Regions from separate parts of the Triticum aestivum genome. Here region 1 is linked to region 2. The links are chromatin contacts, called in public Hi-C maps. All regions are on one chromosome and are shown on one strand. The core of a region is the stretch at or near the end of the contact, and the rest is flanking DNA. Distances in the headings are between cores, read along the strand shown. Region 1 holds the start of LOC123046367 (probable phospholipid hydroperoxide glutathione peroxidase). Region 2 holds the start of LOC123046359 (putative cis-zeatin O-glucosyltransferase).

The links. A called contact is a pair of places that touch in the nucleus more often than the background predicts.
Region 1: a contact with region 2 is called in a Hi-C map of leaf, with 5 times the contacts expected there. The contact joins the promoter of LOC123046367 here to the promoter of LOC123046359 in region 2. A contact is called at or near these places in 2 of 5 Hi-C or Micro-C datasets (both in leaf).

What each region holds. Positions count from the first base shown.
Region 1 is chr2B:624,202,881-624,208,240 of IWGSC CS RefSeq v2.1, reverse strand. It overlaps LOC123046367 (probable phospholipid hydroperoxide glutathione peroxidase), which reads left to right and starts at 3,858. Exons shown (of 6, transcript XM_044469716.1): 1 at 3,858-4,138; 2 at 4,430-4,506; 3 at 4,795-4,856; 4 at 5,036-5,154; 5 at 5,328-5,360. The coding sequence starts at 4,091.
Region 2 is chr2B:623,517,008-623,523,103 of IWGSC CS RefSeq v2.1, reverse strand. It overlaps LOC123046359 (putative cis-zeatin O-glucosyltransferase), which reads right to left and starts at 3,632. Exons shown (of 1, transcript XM_044469708.1): 1 at 2,203-3,632. The coding sequence starts at 3,603. The coding sequence ends at 2,203. It overlaps LOC123046360, which reads right to left. Exons shown (of 4, transcript XM_044469709.1): 4 at 6,005-6,096.

The sequences.
Region 1 (5,360 bases), core at 2,609-5,108, 680 kb before region 2:
TTTTCGTGTTTCGGCCCTTTTCACTAAAGTTGAGAGCAACTCCACTCGTTCGGCCCAGTGAAGCGGCCGGCGCTATTTCGGACCTCCATCGCCCGACGCTTTTTAGGTTCTCAGAGCGATTTAGGTCCCTGTCACGCTCCTAGGGACCTGACATTTTCCGTTACCAAAAAAGGCCACAAGTCAGGTGATCAGCGCCACAAGGTCAGGCGATCACCATGCCACAGGTCGGTGATCAATAACTTGAAACTTCAGCGTTCAAAAAAGGACACGTAGGCAATGCATCAAACGGTGGTGCCGTCCTTCGGCGTCGGACTGGCAGGAGTCGGCGTCGGCGCGGCTTCTGTGCTGGGCGTCGTTGAGGCGTCGCTCGGGCTTGGCGGCGGCGTTGGGGTCGTCGTGGGAGTTGGCGCCGCTGTCGATGGCATCTCGTTCAGGATGAGGCCACGCTCCACCGGGAACCACGCCTTGACCCGATCGTCCATCTTCGACATGCCCCCCCCCCCCCCCGCCCCCCAATCAGGAAAGCCAGGTCGGTGTTCCTCCTCTTCGCGGCAACGTTGGTCCAGAGCAGGTCGAGTTTGACGGCGTTGTTCGCCATCAACGCCGACCATCGCGCCTTAGTTTTCTCTTCCCTCTGGGCGGCGCGGGTCTTGGCGTCAGCGATGCAGTGTTTGATGAACTCTTGCAAACGCGTGGTAGCCGGCGCGGCGTCCTTCGCCGACTTGGCTCATTAGTTGCTGTCAGGGCGCCCATCAGCCGCGCCCAGCGTGGGCGCGTCCGGCTTGTACTTCTCCTTGGTGTTGGCGAGGGTGCGTCAGACCTTCGCCCACTTCTCGCACTTCTCGATCCAGGAACACGTGGAGGTACTTGAAACTCTTGATCAGAACTGCTGTCCTGACGATACATGACGAACATCCGGACCATCTGCGCCGAGGAACAAGTGTGAGCGACGTACACGGTGAAAAATGAGTGAGAGACCGGCATCATACTTGACTCTCGTAGTTGACGCCGCTCTCCGGGCGACCCGCGATCTCCTCGACGATCCCATGCCATTTGTTAAACGCAGTTTGGATTAGCGCCCAATGGTTGGCCATGGCCTTAGAGCCGTGCTGCATGTGGACGTCGACGAAGTAGGGATCGACTAGCTTGCGCTGGGACTTCGACTTGATGCGCTCCCAGTACGTACGTGTCGGCGTTCTGGTTCGTGCCGGTGATCGGGTCGAGGCAGACGATCTTCCACGCTTCGGCTCGCCGGTTCTGGCCGCCCGCCTCTTCTTTTACCCTTTCCTCGTCGGAGCAGGCCCCGGCTCCTCCTCCTCGCCGTCCTCCTCCTCCTATGGCTCCTCCTTGCCGTAGTCGAGCCTGTCGTCCATGTCGTCGTTGAGGTCGATTGTATCTTCTTGGGCATTGAACTCGGGGAAGGTGGCGGCGACTGAGCCGGTCTTGATGATGTCGTCCATGTCGGCCTCCGTCCCGTCGGGGTTGCCGAGATGCGACGGTGAGGCTTGTGAGAAGAGCAGCACGCCACGGTGCAGAGGTGGCGTCGGGGAGGATGCGTAAGCCGGCGCGAGTAGGTGTATGGGGGGTACTGGACGCCGGCGAACGCGAGCGAGGGCGTGCGCTGGGCGGGGTGGCCATGTGGAAAGGTGATGTTGGGGTTGAACCCGCCACGCGCGTCGCCGTCGGCGTAGCCAGGCGAGGGCGCGCACCCCTAGGGGTGTGTCGATGACTAGAAGCCAGCCGACGACCTGACGCTCTGCTGGCTCCAGGGAACGTGCGGGCCGTGGCCGCCGGGCGGATTCATCGTCCCTGCGCGAGACACCTCTGCTTGTTCCGCCGCGTGATCTACCTGCTCTGCCACGCCCGCCGCCGCCGCCCTGTCCCGGGCCTTCTTGGTGTTGAGCCTGTACCACTGGCCAGTGGTGACAGCCTCCTGGCGCTGAACCTCCGCCTTCCAGTCGACGTTTGACATGCCTAGGGGCTTGGACGGCGACGCCCTCGGCTTCCTCTGCTTTGGCTGGGTGACATCGGCATCGGCAGCGGCGCGAGGGGCGGCGTACTTCTTCGGCGGCATGGCGGCCGGATGGAGGGGAGAGGGAGGAGAATGGCGGGAGAAGGGGGATGGAGGGAAACGGAGGGGGAAAAGCAGGGGGGTCAGTGGGAAAAGGGATTTCTCTAGCCGACAAAGCAGACCCACGCGCCTTTTTGCTTCGGCCGGCGCCTCCAGGCAACCCCCGGGGGCTTGGGTTCGGCTCGAGTTCGCCGACTGTTATTTTGGCCTAATCCGGCAAAAAATGAGACCCTAGGGCGTGACCGGGACGTTTTTTGGACGCCGACGCTAAAAAAATGGCCTTGGGGGCTCTTGGGGGCGTGGCTGGAGTTGCTCTAAGCCGGATCTGGCCCCATCCGAAAGTATTTCGGGATCAAACCCTTTTGCTAAGCCAGAGTCGAGACGGTAGAGTATAATAGCCTATCGCCAGTCTCTGAAGGTATGCAACTTATGCACGTCAGCGCAATGTTGCCCTACCGCCAAACAAGCTGACGGTAGCCTGTGTACCCATACCGCCGATGTGTCCGACGGCAAGTGAGTACACACAATGTATTTGTTACTTAGAAAAAATTTACGATAGGGTGTGCACGTCTACCATCAAGACCCTTAGCGGTGGATTGTTATACCCTGCAATCAGACGCTAGAAAAAGTACAGATCTTGCTAAACTTTCGCAAAAGAGTGAAAACATGAAGGCCCTGTTTGATAGCTCTGTATTTTCGAAGTATTCCGGAAATACTACATTTTTTAGGATTACCATGGTTTTAATTACTTTGAGCTGTTTGACAATCACTAAAAACTATGCTATTAATACTACAGTTTTTCCAATACTATGGTATTTTCTCTGTTCTAAAAAAAGAACCTCGGACCTTTTTTAAAAAAACCGAGCACGCGAAAAGAACGAGAGCTCATCGTTATCTTCGCTCGCTCCCAAGCCGCCGCCCTATTGTCTGTGGAGCTCGTCTTGATCGGGCAGCCATGAACAGATCAAGGAACGGCAGTACAAGTACAGTGCACTGCGAACTGCCATGGTCGATGGGGCGGAGCAAGCTGGTAGACTTGTCTCTTTCCACGCCGACGGCAACGCGGATGAAGGCCAAGCTGTTTTGGTTCACGAGCAGCTTCGCCGTATGGTCCACTGCCTCCATGCGCAGCTCCTGATTATCCCAGATGTGAAAGAAAACCAAGCGGCTCCGGCAACGTGCAGCTCTGCCATTGACCGCCTCCTCCCTATTTGTTACTCCCTCCGTAAACTAATATAAGAGCGTTTAGATCACTACTTTGGTAAGCGTAAGAGCGAGATTGTGCATGGCACGTTTAGCTTGGCCATTCAGTTAGTGCATGATCGTACGTCGGTGCCGTGCATAGCAGTTCATCAGTTTGCAGATGTCTAGCTAGCTCAACGCATAATTCGAAACTGCTTCCAATGGCTCTTGCCAAACAGGTCCAATGTATTCTAAATACTTCAAAATACTCTATTATGGCAAAACCGTGGTATTATGTACCTGTAGACTAAATTATTGTAGTTTTCAATACTTTAGTTTTTTTAATGCTTTGTTATCAAACGGGGCCGAAAATCGGCCTCCAGTAGCGCTTGTGCGACATTTGCGGATTTGCCTTCCCACCACCGCCAGTTCCGCGTACGAGATGAGCGATCCGCCGAGACCATCCGATCCGATCGGACGGCGAGGCCTCAGCCGCCCTAAGTTGACCCCAGCGCCTCGATTCCGTTCGCACGGACGGGTCCCGGCGGCTACGTGCTTCCTCCGTCGCGGGCCACGCGCATTCATTATTTACTGCCGCGGGCGTTCACACCTCTGTCCATAACAAGATTCCAAGCCCCAACCTCCCCCCTGGCCGTGGGCCTGGCCCTATAAATCTCCCGGTGACGTCCCGGCCCACCTTCCCATCTCGTCGTCTCCACGCTAACGCCTCCTCCCCCCAAACTCCCAACTACCCGCTTACTCCTGAGTTCTGAGCCCGGTCGATCCCCGCCGCAGCCACCGACGCCGCCTCCGTCAACTCGCACGGGGAACCTCGCCATGGCCGCCGCGTCGTCCGCCACCTCCGTCCACGACTTCACCGTCAAGGTCATCCCCGCTCTCCCTCCCATCCCCTTCGGTCTCTGTATTTTGTTCACACGCTGCTAGATCGCCTGCTCGGCCTGCTCCAGACTCCGGGCTAGCTCGAGGTGTGCCTAGTTTGCGCTTTGCTTGCTCGGGTGGATCTTCGTGTGAATTCCGCTGCCGATCCGTTGGATTTAGACTGCTGAACCGTCTGAATTCGCTGACCGGTATTTCGTTGCGCCTGATTTCTAGAAGCCGCTTAGGTGAATTGTGCAGTAGTACGACTGTATTGAACGAGTTATCCTTGGCGTGCAGGATGCAAGCGGCAAGGACGTCGACCTCAGCGTCTACAAGGGGAAGGTTCTTCTCATTGTTAACGTCGCATCCCAGTGGTACGTACGACCTGTAAACCTGGCATTCCAACTTCACTTTCAGCTCGGCTATGAGATATCTCCAACTTGCAAGCAGTGCGTTGAATCAAATTATTTTGTCTGGTCCGCAGCAAATGAAAAATAAGTACAGTCCAAATCAATAGGTTATTATATGCCGTGTCCTGCTTGATTGTCCAAAATAATGATCGTCTACGCCATTAAACATCGACTCTTTATTAAATGAATTCCATAGAAGACCTTACTTCTTCAGCTACGCTGCTAATTATTGTCTGTGACCAATTGTTCCAGTGGCTTGACCAACTCCAACTACACCGAGCTGAGCCAGCTGTACCCGAAGTACAAGGACCAAGGTTTTTTTCTTCATCCATGTTTTTTGTTCCCCTTTACCTTGTTATTATATCTATGTCATATGGATTACTGGGTTTAATCTACATATTGCTTCATGATGTACTAGTTAGTCGATTTACACAACATACTCTGGTTATTGGATGCTAACCTCTGTGTTCTATTGCCAATTTGTGGTTTACAGGCTTTGAGATCTTGGCTTTCCCATGCAATCAGTTTGGTGGGCAGGAGCCTGGCACCAATGATGAGATCGTTCAGTTTGCCTGCACCCGCTTCAAGGCCGAGTACCCCATTTTCGACAAGGTACATTTGTGCTGTGATCTTCCTAGGCGAAAGCAATGCATTTATCTGTTTCAGTGTGATAATGTTGCAAATGTTTCAGTGGGATGCCCATGAATCTCCATTTTATCTTAAGAATAATCCATCCGAGAAGGTTTATGCTGCAGTATTGAGCCCTAGTTTGTATTGTCTGTCAGGTTGATGTCAACGGCAGCAATGTTTCCCCCCTG
Region 2 (6,096 bases), core at 2,383-4,882:
TTAAAAGTGTGGTTTTGGAGTTATAGGACTAAAGTGACACACCTTCAATAGTTCTAGGGCTTATGATGCATTTTACTCTTTTTATAATATGTAACATCATGAAAAAGGTTAAAAATATATATCAACTATATAAAGATCATAATAGTATAAAAAAATTATAATCTCGTCCATGGAAATGGACCACCTAGCGATGACTACAAACATTGAAATAGACGAAGGTGCACCGTCGTTATCTCTCTCCCGCACTAGAGTCGAGAAAAACCTTGTTGAAGTTGATAGTTGGGAAGCCGTCGTGATAATGTTTTGAAGGGCCAACACACCATAACAACAACCATCGCTGACAAAGAAAAACATATATAAAAAGGATCTTACGTGCAAACATACCAATGACCACAAGCACCGGCCGGAGACCAACGTCGATCGGATACAAGTGGACCCGCGAAGACCAACATCGACCGATCCACTGGAAACAAACCTCTACGCTCCTTCCATTAGATCATCTCCAATAGATTCCCTATTTTTTGCACGAAAGTAGGTGTTACAAAAAAATTGGGCAGGAAAACAAGTTTTTTTTGGCACAACAGAGCGTCGTCTTCAGTAACTTCCCTAAAATAGGGCATTCATTTCAAACAAAAACAAATTTTGTTAAACCAAACATTTGAACTACTTCGACCATATTTTATCACAATAGCTAAATCTCAGTCGACCGCCTTTAGCTTTTGGGTTAGTCGATTTTGAGAAGGGCGCAGAAGTTTGTCGAAGGGAGTCCGGAAGGAAGGAAGGAGGAGCTCGCTGGAGGGCTACTCCAATCATCGATCTTAGGGGCAGCGTGTGGGATTGCAGCACGACGGTGGTGCAAGTTCGCCAGGGGAAATCCCCGTCGGTGCCGGGGATAGAGGGATGGGTGGGGGCGGCAACATAGCGGTGGGCTGCAGTTGGGGGAGGGCAGTGTGGCAAGGCTGCACGGGAGTACCGTTGGCCGCGGGCAGCGGAAGCAGGCGACTAGGCCGGCGGCGGCGCTGCGGTTCGAAGGAAGAAGATGAACAGGAGGGCGCGGGAGGTTGAAGAAAGTGATCATGTCGTTCAATTCGCATTCGACGATTGGTAACAATCGACTGACCCAAATTCAAAAATCAGGTGACTTACATCTAGCCACTGCCATATTTATTATTCTGAAACTACTTCGACTACATTCAAAGTTTATACAAGCAATATAATTCAACTACAAACTTAAACCAGTCTGACATGCAAACTTAAACTACAAACTTAAACTAGCACGACATCCAAACTACAAACACACTACAAATTATCCGAGTCAGAAGTCATCGCTGAAATCCCCATCCTCCTTCTTGACCCTGGATGAAGGCCCTGCCTTGGCGTCGTTCTTGCGCTTCTCGAGATCCCTCTCCCAATGGAACATCTCGTTCTAGACATCCTTCGGATGCTCCCTTGCAAACCTTGTCATCGCCTCCTCGCCGCTCTCTCGTATATTGTCCCGCTCATCGATTACAATGTGGGTCGCCGGCTTGATCGGGCTAGTCCCAATGGTCACCGGAGGCCTGGTGTGCTCTGTCACCGCCTGAGACTCGATCTCCGGAAAATTTAGTCTTGAGCGCGGCAACCCGAGCCTCCACACCGCGACGCCCTAGGTGTGGGCGGCAATGTCAGTCGTCGGGTAGGTGCCGAGGAGCTTTGCTACATCAACGGACGAATACGGAGGCTTTACGGGCATGGCTGCCCACCCCACCAGTTGAAATTAGGGGGGCTGATTAATTAGGAGGGAAAGATTATTTACCCCAATCACAAAAGGACAAGTCGGCTGGTCCGTAAAATCCTGTTGATTTGGTCCATGTGTCTAGCATTTTTGGGTGCCGAGCTAGTACCTCCGGCCGTCGTGCTAGAAATCAACGCAAAAGTTGCCGGACGGCCGGGGCCACACCCCCTTGAATCTGCCCTCGCCCTTGCCCTTCGGTGGCAAATTCAATCTTCGACAATTTTAGGATGTAAATTTGGATTAACAACATCCTACTAACCATTCGTTTCAAAAAAAAAAAAACATCCTACTAACCATTGAACCAAAGGTTGGTTCTGTACACATGCATTACTCCACTTTTTTGCTGCGTGATTTATACGTAATTTAAAATCAAACTGGTTGAACTGTGTCGGCATGAAAGGCCATCGTCGCACATGGCATTTTGTCGATCACCTTGTGATGTAAGCAGTGAAATCATCTAGGTCCTGGCGCGACGGACCGCCGTCAACCACGGAGGCGCGGACGGCCTCCCCCAGTGCACTTGCCCGTTGCCGCACGGCCATTCCTTTGTCGGAGAGCATGGCCTCCTCGATGACTTCCTGGATGGCCTTCGCCGTGACCACCTCACTGTGCTTCTCCCATGGGCGCACGAGGATGCCGGCCTTGAGATAGTTGCAGACAAGCTCCGCGTCCCACGGCTGGTCGCAGTGCATGGGCCAGGCGAGAATCGGCTTGCCGTGGCTCAGGCTCTCCATGGTCGAGTTCCAGCCACAATGGCTCATGAACGCCGCCGTGGCGGTGTGCGCTAGGATCTCTAGCTGCGGCGCCCACCCGGTGATCACCAGCCCCCTCCCTTCGGTGTGCTTGGTGAACCCTGACAGCACCTTCTCGTGGCTGCTCTCGCCGGCCTCCGCGAATATGTTGCCGCGGTCCGCGTCACGCAGCACCCAGATGAAGCGTTGGTTGCTGCCGCGCAGTGCTGCTGCAAGCTCCTCGATTTGCTCGGCTCGCAGGGACGACGTCGTGCCGAAGGACACATACATCACCGACGCCGGAGGCTGCTCGTCCAGCCAGTTCAGGCACTCGTGCCGCTGCTTGCTCTCCTTCGGTGCGCTGGCGTCAAGCAGTGGGTTTAACGGCCCGATGGCGAAGAGCTTCTTGCCGTCGGCGGCCAGGTGCCCGGCGACAACGTCGACGAAATCACCCTCGAGCGCGCGGCATGTGTTTGCCAGGATGCCCGCGCCGGGCGAGATGTCTTTCGCCGGTCTGGCCCGGTTGGCGTACTCCACGAACTCCTTGGTCGCACACTGCTCAATGGCGCTGTAGACCAGGCCGTTCTCTCGGAGTAGCCGGTGGTTGGCGTCCATTCTTCCAACGAGCATGGACACGGCCAAGCAGTGCAGCCCGAGCGCCTCGCCGTTGGGCAGCCGCGCGGCCTCCTCGGCGGCGAAGGCGTTGATGGGGTCGTGCACTACGACTATGCGGCAGTAGGAGCCGGAAAGCTTGTCGAGGATAGCCGCGAGCGGGGCGCGCGCGCCGGCGATGTAGGCCTTGAACATGGGCATGAGGTGGGAGGGGAAGGGCGAGTCGGCGGTGGGGTCCGGGGGCGGGGAGACATAGCTGGGGATGCCGAGGTCGTGGAACTGGATGGACCGGAGCGCCTCCTCGCCCCAGCCGTGCACGCGCGCGCGCGCCTGCCCGATGTGCTGCGCGGGCGCGGCGTAGTGCACGTCCACCCGGCGCGACGCGAGCTGCAGAGACAGGTGCAGCAGCTGGTTGAGGTGCCCCTGCGCCGGGAACGGCACCGCCACGACGGCCACAGGCTCCATTGCGTGCTCTGCTCTCCCCATCGACGTTGTGCTCTCCGTGGCGTGAGGACGTGACAGTGGGGGTGGTGCTGAGTGAGTTGCTGGCTGATGACCGATGAGGCTGGACAGCAGCATGGCAGACTATATATGTAGGTGAGCAAGCAGGTCACGGTGGAAGCTTCCTGGCCTGCGCGCAGGTGAGCAGCCCACGGCGGTGGAGCCATGCTTACATCCAGGTTCAGAGCAAATAGCAGGAGACGTATGGCTCTACGAGTTCGCCATGTGCCTTGCATGCGTGGTCAAGAACACAACATCCATGCCAGAAACTTGCACCGGCTCAACTCGGCGAATATTGCTCTCATTCTCAAGAAGGATGGCGCAGAGGAGATCTCTGACTTCAGGCCCATTAGCCTCATTCATGCTGTGGCTAAGCTCATTGCCAAGATTCTTGCCACTAGATTGGCTCCCCACATGAATGATATTGTTTCAATTGCGCAAAGTGCTTTCATAAAAAAGAGGAGCATTCACGACAATTTCATGTATGTGCGGAATCTAGCCAGAAGATTTCACCGCACAAAAAAGCCTATGCTCCTCTTCAAGCTTGACATCAAGAAGGCATTTGACTATGTTAGATGGGATTACCTGTTGGAGATGTTGAATCACCATGGCTTTCCTGCCCGCTTCCGGGACTGGATCTCGGCACTACTATCCTCGGCGTCCTCAAGAGTTTTGCTCAACGGTATTGCCGGAGACCCAATCAAGCATGGACAGGGACTTAGGCAGGGGGACCCGCTATCACCATTGCTATTTGTGCTTGCCATCGACCCACTACACCATATCCTCAACAAAGCCACCACCCAAGGCAAGCTTCATCCCCTCCCTGGGAGGCACATGGGGATTCGTGCCTCTCTTTATGCCGATGATGCCGCAGTTTTCTGTGCCCCCGTCAAGGAGGACGTACAATTCCTTGCGGCCATGCTTACTTCCTTCGGTGAATCCACCGGCCTCTCCACAAACTGCACAAAGAGTATTGTAGCCCCTATCAGATGTGCCAACGTGGACCTAGATGACGTTCTCCAATCCTTCCCGGCATGCCGCTCCTCCTTCCCTATTCGCTACCTTGGCCTCCCACTCGCACTCAAAAGATTAAGGAGGATACATCTCCAAATGCTGGAAGACAAGCCAGCAGGCAAATTGGCGCCTTGGAAAGGCAAGCATGTTGCTATCTCGGGTCGCATGACCTTGGTCAAGGCGGTCCTTACGGCGGTGGCCATTTACCACATTACACCGGTTGACCTTCCGGTGGAGGTTCTCAAGGCGATCGATAGGTTGCGGCGAGCCTACCTTTGGGCCGGAACTGACAAGGTAACTGGTGGAAAGTGCAAAGTAAACTGGGAGCTCGTCTGCAGGCCAAAAGAATTTGGAGGCCTTGGCATTTTGCACCTGGGCAAGTTTGCCGCTGCCCTCCGGTTGCGATGGCTTTGGCTCGACTGGGACGACCCACCACGTGCGTGGTGCGGTATGGGGACACCTTGCACGGCCAATGACCGTAACCTGTTTGCGGCTGTGACTAAGGTCGCGATTGGCAATGGACAGAAGGCTTCCTTCTGGGAGTCGCCTTGGCTGGAGGGTTTTAGGCCAAAAGACATTGCTCCAAAGATTTTTGAGATTTCACGCAAGAAGGGGGCATCTGTTGCCACAACCTTGAGGGATGGGCACTGGATAAACCAAATTGACTACCATAACGGCCTCACGCTTGAGCACCTCCAACAATTCTTGGCATTATGGGAGAAGCTTCTGAATGTCATCATCCGGCCTGGTGTCAAGGATACCATCCTTTGGAAGTTAACCAACGATGGCCAGTACTCAGCTAGGTCTGCTTATATTGCGCAGTTTGCTGGCCTTACTCGCTTAAGCTTGCATGCCACTGTCTGGAAGGCTTGGGCACCCCCCCCCAAGTGTAAATTTTTTGCCTGGCTTGTCACTCAAAACAGAATTTGGACTGCCGATAGGCTCCAACAGCGAGGATGGCCTAATTGCGACCGATGTCCACTCTGTAATCAGGTGCAAGAATCTGCAGCTCACCTCCTCTTCAAGTGCAGGTTCTCTACTAGAGTTTGGAATGAGGTGTTTGTCTGGCTTGGTCTAAATATCCCCACGACTCCTTGGCTCCAGTTTACCACGGTCAAATCTTGGTGGGACGCGCTACTCACTAACAATGGTCAACCCACAAAAGCTATATCTTCCCTTCTCCTTCTTGTGGGATGGGAACTTTGGAAGGAAAGAAATGCGCGCGTCTTCAGGAACAAGGCGGCACCGCTGGCGATCATCATGCGATGCATCAAAGAAGAAGTGTCCATTTGGGTCATTGCGGGCGCCAAACATTTGCGTAGTGTAATGCCGCGAGAGTAATTGTTTCGACTTGTGACCGCTTGGCGGTCTGTTTGTAACGAAACCTCTTCTTAATTAATGAAAATGGCAAATCTTCTGCCTTGTTTCAAAAAAAAAAAGAACACAACATATTAATAAACCTGC